Regions from separate parts of the Capsicum annuum genome. Here region 2 is linked to region 1. A link is a contact called in public Hi-C data. All regions are on one chromosome and are shown on one strand. The core of a region is the stretch at or near the end of the contact, and the rest is flanking DNA. Distances in the headings are between cores, read along the strand shown. Region 1 holds the start of LOC107862863 (V-type proton ATPase subunit C). Region 2 holds the start of LOC107862861 (poly(A) polymerase I).

Evidence for each region. Hi-C and Micro-C count contacts between places; a contact is called where the count stands out from the background.
Region 2: a contact with region 1 is called in a Hi-C map of leaf, with 4 times the contacts expected there. The contact joins the promoter of LOC107862861 here to the promoter of LOC107862863 in region 1. A contact is called at or near these places in 2 of 5 Hi-C or Micro-C datasets (leaf and placenta).

Annotation. Positions count from the first base shown.
Region 1 is chr3:238,135,648-238,138,966 of UCD10Xv1.1, forward strand. It overlaps LOC107862863 (V-type proton ATPase subunit C), which reads left to right and starts at 1,654. Exons shown (of 11, transcript XM_016708564.2): 1 at 1,654-1,878; 2 at 2,010-2,078; 3 at 2,811-2,938; 4 at 3,012-3,111. The coding sequence starts at 1,759.
Region 2 is chr3:238,276,449-238,279,767 of UCD10Xv1.1, forward strand. It overlaps LOC107862861 (poly(A) polymerase I), which reads left to right and starts at 1,727. Exons shown (of 14, transcript XM_016708562.2): 1 at 1,727-1,884; 2 at 1,960-2,017; 3 at 2,097-2,198. The coding sequence starts at 1,816.

The sequences.
Region 1 (3,319 bases), core at 404-2,903:
AACTCTGGGTTGGAGTCACTGTCAAATAGGCCTTCAATGGCAGCCGGGAAATGGAGAGCATATCAATTTCTTCACAGATGCTTGGATAGCGCCTAATATGCCTCTTCGAAATCTGATCCATGGACCGCTTCTTCAATATGAACTTATATCTAAAGTGTCCCAGTATAGAGTAGCTAATGATTGGTCCTTCTCGCAGCTATCCTTCGACCTTCCTGATAGTATTATTTCTCTCATAAATGTTGTCCATTTTCCTTGCTACTACCCCTCAGCGGCAAATAAAATCAAATGAGAATTGACAGACTCCAAAAACTTTACTGTGAAGTCATGCTATAACGGTATCTTTTCCTCAATCCATCCCAACGCGGACAATTTCAACTTCTCTTGGACATGGAAGTTGGATATGCCACCTAAAATCAAGCATTTCCTTTGGCTCATTAATCATGATGGACTCCCAACAGCTTCTTATCTGCATCATATTCACTGTATCCCTACCCCTAATGGTAGACTTTATAACTTCACAATGGAAGAAATCATTGTCCACCTCTTCATTTACTGCGAATCCATTGAACCATTGTGGATTCAGTTAGGCATCATAGACCAAATTCGAAAACTCAGGCAGACGATGCCAGAGAACCAACATCCATTGTTGTGGCTCTTGCAACTACTTCATCTTAAGCCCTCACAACAAACAACGCAGTATATTCCTAGCAAAATACTGCTACTCTACTGCCTTTGGGCAATCTAGTTAGCGCGAAATAGATGTATTTTCTACAACACTCCTTTTGAAATCTCTGTTGATAATGTGATGCCATTAGCCACTGAATATTTTTTTTTTAGCGGGTAAACAACGAACAGTTAAGCAAACCATACCAGTGTACATCAAATGGAAGCCCCCTGCACTTTCTTTTGTTATGCTTAATACTGATGCAACCTTTCCTTCCAAGTTGGAAATGACTTCCATAGCGGGTTTCTTTCTAAACTCAAATGAGGATTGGTTACTAGGATTCACTAGTAGGATCTTTGTCCCAAGCCCTATGGAAGCTAAACTTCAGGCTTTACTTTTGGGTTTGAGCATTACAATTCAATATCGTTACATGGCATTGCAAATAAACGTAGAATGTGCTCAAATTGTTCATGTCATATCAAATGTATCGTCTGATGATTCACCTTTATTGTCTGATTGCAGGTACCTGATGCGTAGTTGGATGGCCCGTTACTGGAGCACGTGTACAGGGAACAAAATAAGTTGGCTCATGCACTGACACGGACGAATGTAGCTACTACTACGAAACTATTTTGGGAACCTCATGCATCCGTAGAGGATATTTTGATTGCCGACAAAAATGGAGGCTTGAGTTGTCGTACGGTCAGGATACACACGCCTGATCAACTTGTGTTTAATAATACTAATCGTAGTTATCAAGTTGTGAATACTAGGAATATGTATACTACTGCCGGTGCTTGTACAGTGGCTCGCCCATAGATAATCTCTCTGTAATACGTTAAGAACTTTTATATATATATATATATATATATTATGTTCTGTTTATCAAAAAAAAAAAACTAACTTAAGTAAAAAGAAAAAAAAAGGGGTGTTTGTGTAATTCTGAAACTAGGCGATGATGGTGCAATTCTATTAAGGCACGGACAGACACAAATCACTACATAACGTTCCGGGACGGACTTAAAAAAGTTCAACGACTCCAATTTTAATCTTTCCCTGCGCATCTAATCAAAGCAAAGAACAGTGGAAGAATAATGGCTTCGAGATATTGGGTGGTTTCTCTTCCTGTTCAGCAAAACTCATCTACCACTTCTCTTTGGAGTCGCCTTCAAGAATCCATATCCAGGCATTCATTCGACACTCCTCTTTACAGAGTAAGCTTGCTTCTCCCTAACATTTAATTTTTCAATGATCGTGGTGTCCAGGTTAGCTTCTGCTAACATATTATACCGATATCTGCCTGATTTTTTTGGATCATCTTCAATTTTTGTCGTTGAATTTGCAGTTTAATATCCCTAATCTCCGTGTCGGTACATTGGATTCGCTTTTAGCTCTCAGCGATGATCTTGTTAAGGTTAGTGTGTGTGTGTGTCTATCTCTACATTTCCTTATTTCAGTTGCGAAGCATTAGTAATGTGTGATCTATATTGGATTGTTACGATTTTCTCGTTTTTTAGTAGCTACTTAGCTGCAATTTTACAATTGGGGAAGGGGATAGGTAGAATTTGATTATTTTGGAATCGAGAAATAGTAGTGTGTGATCTATAATGGACTCTTGTCATTTTCTCCCTTTTTAAGTAGCTACTAACTGCAATTTTGCAATTGGGGAAGAGGATAGGCAAAAACTGTATTTAGGAATCGAGAAATTGTAATGTTTGATCTATAATGGATTGGTTATCGTTTTCTTCTTTTTTAGTAGCTACTAGCTGCAATTTTGTATTTTAGGAATCGATAAGTAGTAATGTGTGATCTATAATGGATTGTTGTCGTTTTCCTGTTTTTTGGTAGCTTCTAGCTGGAATTATGTAATTGGGGAAGGGGATAGGTAGAACTTGATTATCGAAGGGGAAAAACTGTATTTAGGAATGGATAAATTTTGTTATTTAATGCGGCGTTGATGCGAATCTGATGTGCAAATCTTGAGTTTTTTGTTGTAATGGATTGTTAACGTTTTCTTGTTTTTTAGCAATTTTTGCAATTGGGGAAGGGGATAGGTAGGGCAAAAGTTGTGTTTAGTAATTGAGAAATTTAGTTATTTAATGTGGAATTGGTGTGAATCTGATGTGGAAAGTTCGAATTTTTGCAGTCGAATACCTTCATTGAAGGGGTTTGCTCCAAGACACGACGTCAGATCGAGGAATTGGAGAGAGTTTCTGGTGTTCTCAGTACCTCTCTCACCGTAGATGGCGTTCCTGTTGACTCATACCTCACTAGGTAATCACCTAGTTTGACTGCTTTCGTCAAGTGAGAACTTTTTTCTGATAAGAAAATTTGATTTTGGTTGTAGGTTTGCATGGGATGAGGCGAAATATCCAACAATGTCACCTCTTAAGGAGATTGTGGATGGAATTCACAGCCAAGTTGCCAAGATTGAAGATGACCTTAAGGTATCTATTCGGTTGTTTTATATGAAGCAACTTTTTTTTAATCCAAGAGAAGTAGTGGGTATTAGAATGTTGGAGATCTTATTTATATAAATTTCGATTTTGTTGGGTGGTGACAAGGATTTCCATATCAAATCTTACATATCATATTCACGATACAAGTAAATAGTATCCTCAGTATGTATAGGGTGGGATATGGTGAGGTAAAACA
Region 2 (3,319 bases), core at 477-2,976, 140 kb after region 1:
CAGGAACCAAACAATGATAGAAACAAAATTAAATTAGGATAGAAACAAAACTAACCGCAGGAAATATTCCCAACATTGATGCTATTATATATTTATATGTTTGCACTGTTAGAAGACATTGCAGTTCAACCATCAAATGCAGACTACAGTGATATTCACAGAAAGGTTTGGACAATCACTTCAAATGAAAAAAATTCAGAATTTAAGTAACTTTACAGAAAGTGTCCTCATGAGTATAATCTTATGAAACCAATCCTTAGTCTTCAAAGGTGAGACTTTTGCGATTTTGCCAGCGACGATGAAATTCGACCAGCGGCAGAAGGCGACAACAGTGAACTAGAGTTCAGAAGTCGAGAAATAAAGAGAGGTTGTGAAATCGTGCTTTGGAAATTGAGAGGAATAGCGATAAATTTTTTTTAATTTGGATGAGAGAGATTAAATTATTTTTTAACAACTAATAAAATTAAAAAAAAAGTCAAAAATAATAATTAATTGTATAATTAAGTCAACTATTATGCCTACAGCCTACTAAGTAACATGCATTACTTTAAAAAAAACTTGAAAAGTTATGCTGCCAACAAAGGTCGACCTTTGGGCCACTAAAAATGCGCCTCTACCACTTGCACTAGATATCACTTTGGTATTGTGAGTGACAGGTTTATTATTTGAATATATCAGTGTGTATATATATACCTATATAGAGAGAGAGTTTCCGTCAAAATTTGCAGGTAACGTGACATCCTCACGGGCCCTAATAGATCCGCCCCTATATATATGTATACAAGTTTGTTATGTGTTGGTACACATATATACGTATGTATATGTATTTGTTATGTGTTTGTTCATACACACACACATTTATGCATATACAAATATGTATGACTGTTTCTATATACATATTTTATTTTTTATATGTTGTGTATTACAAATTAGAATGGGTATCAACGCATTCATGATACTCAGGTTTATTTTGACACACAATCTTCAATATTTGAATTTTAATATTCAATAACAATGAGAGATGTTAGAGAGGATAAAAGAGGGGTAAAATTTACACGCACCCGGTGTATACACCAAACTAGTTTTCTTTATCACGATTAAGTAAATTATTTGTTAATTTATCATGGTTAAGTTAACATGAACTCTAAATTCAAACATGTGTCATACATGTATTGGCTTGGTGTATACATCGGGAGGGAGTGAATCACTCCCTTTTCCTTTTTTAATCTCTAAATGTAACTGAAATAGAAACAAAATCTATTAGTCAATATTTATATCTTAGGATCTTAAATTCATTTAATCACTAACTGAAATTCATAAAATGAAATTATTGAAAGGGTAAAATTCAGAAATAGCATACTTATCCCCTTAATTATGAGTTTCATAGCAATAGTTTCATAATTACATAATATAGCAAGTTGTATTTTGTATTTTTGCAAACTGTTGCTACAAAAATACAAATATATATGATTTTTACTGTCCTTATGATCGATATGTATTTTGTATTTTTGCAAATTGTTGCTACAAAAATACAAATACATATGCTACAAAATGTAATTTGATAAAAGTGTTGTTATTTTTTTATAATTTAATATTTAACTATACGTAAAGTTTTGCCTTTTTATAAGACTTCTTTTACGGTGGGACAAAAATCAAGAACAGCCCATTTTACTCGGCCTCGTTCTCGAAAAGCCCAACCATTTGTATTGGACTAAGCCCAACCCGAGTCCAAAATCATCACCTCTTCTACTCCAATCAAAAACCCTATCAAAACCCCCAGTGTACATTGTTGCAGGAAGCACACATCTCTTAACCATGGCCATTGCCACTGGTTTCGCATTCTCATATCGTCCGCATTTTCCCCTATCTTACCACATGCGAAAGGTGCCTCCTTTGTTCTTGCAATTACGCGTGAAGACATACACACATCCATATTTATTCCTACTTTTTTTTTTACAGGTATTTATTAGCTGTGCCGCAGCAATGGAAGCCATTGAAGATATCGAAAGTGGCAAAGGTTGGTGAATTTCTGCTTTTATTGAAGTTTCCGTCTTTGCGGAAGAAAAAAAAAGTGAATATTTTAGTGGGAATTACAGAACCAGCAGAATGGAAGAGGTTCAATTCTAAGGAACTAGGAATTAGCAGCTCGATGATTGCTAAACCTGCAAAAATTGTTCTTAATGGTCTCAGAAGTAAAGGTACTCTATTTCACAGTTGATTATAGTTTGCTGGTTTTATGTTTTAGTTATCTTTTGTTTTGGACTAGACTAATACTTCTTTTAGCAATGGAAATTAACTGCCTTGTTTGCTATTGGGTGAACACACTGAATGGGACTAGTCATGTTACTCTGCTTTGTCCTTTGCTGCCATCAACATGAACAAATTACGTACGCTAACTTCATCCTTGATAATATAGCTAATTTTTTTCATGATTACATGGCACCTATTTGATTAGCCAGCTGCCACCTTCATTGAACTTTTCTCTCCCATGTAATTGTATTGTGGTGAAGAGAGTTTAAGATTTGCCTTAGAGTTCCTTAAGGTGGTGGTATTTATTCCTTATTTAAGATTACGAATCAGCGGTCATGCTTCTTTTAAGAGAAATGCAATGTATCTTGGTCTGCCACTTATTCCATGGCTTCTTATAATGTTACTTTTTTAATAAGCTGCTTTAGGTGATATATGTGACGGGATCGATTTCCACCTTTATTAAACACTTCCCTGTACCTACTTTACTGTGTTATGAAATGGATCATCTAATTCTCAAAATAGAGAGAGAAAGAAATGTATCATCTAACCCATGCATCCCTTCGGTTGGGTCAATCAACTAATTGCTCCTGTGGTTGAAGTATCTGACCCCTTTTCATTGCCAAGGTTATTGATGAGAGATGCCTAAGTCCTAACTCTGCCGGAGTAGTGATACCAAACAGTCCAAACAAGCCTCAAAACAGTCCCCAAAAATGCAACAACAACACAAGACAACAAGAACACAGAACGGCTACAAAGAACTAACGATTTGCAAGAGATAAATGGATAGATAGTGAGACATAATGTACTACACGTTATAGGCACTAAGATGTATATTAAACATTAAAACACAAACAACATGAATACAAGACACCTACACTCTTACGGAGACCTCAAGGGAATTGGAGCTCCCAAGCAACCACCGTTTCTAAGCAAGCTAACAACACGAGGATTCCACCTTGCCACAAGGATTCCACCTTGCAAGACACTCTCAAAGAGTATTCAAAATATATCATCAAAGTTCTAATGGACAAAATGACCTAAAGGTTCTACTTATAAGTTAGGGCAACAC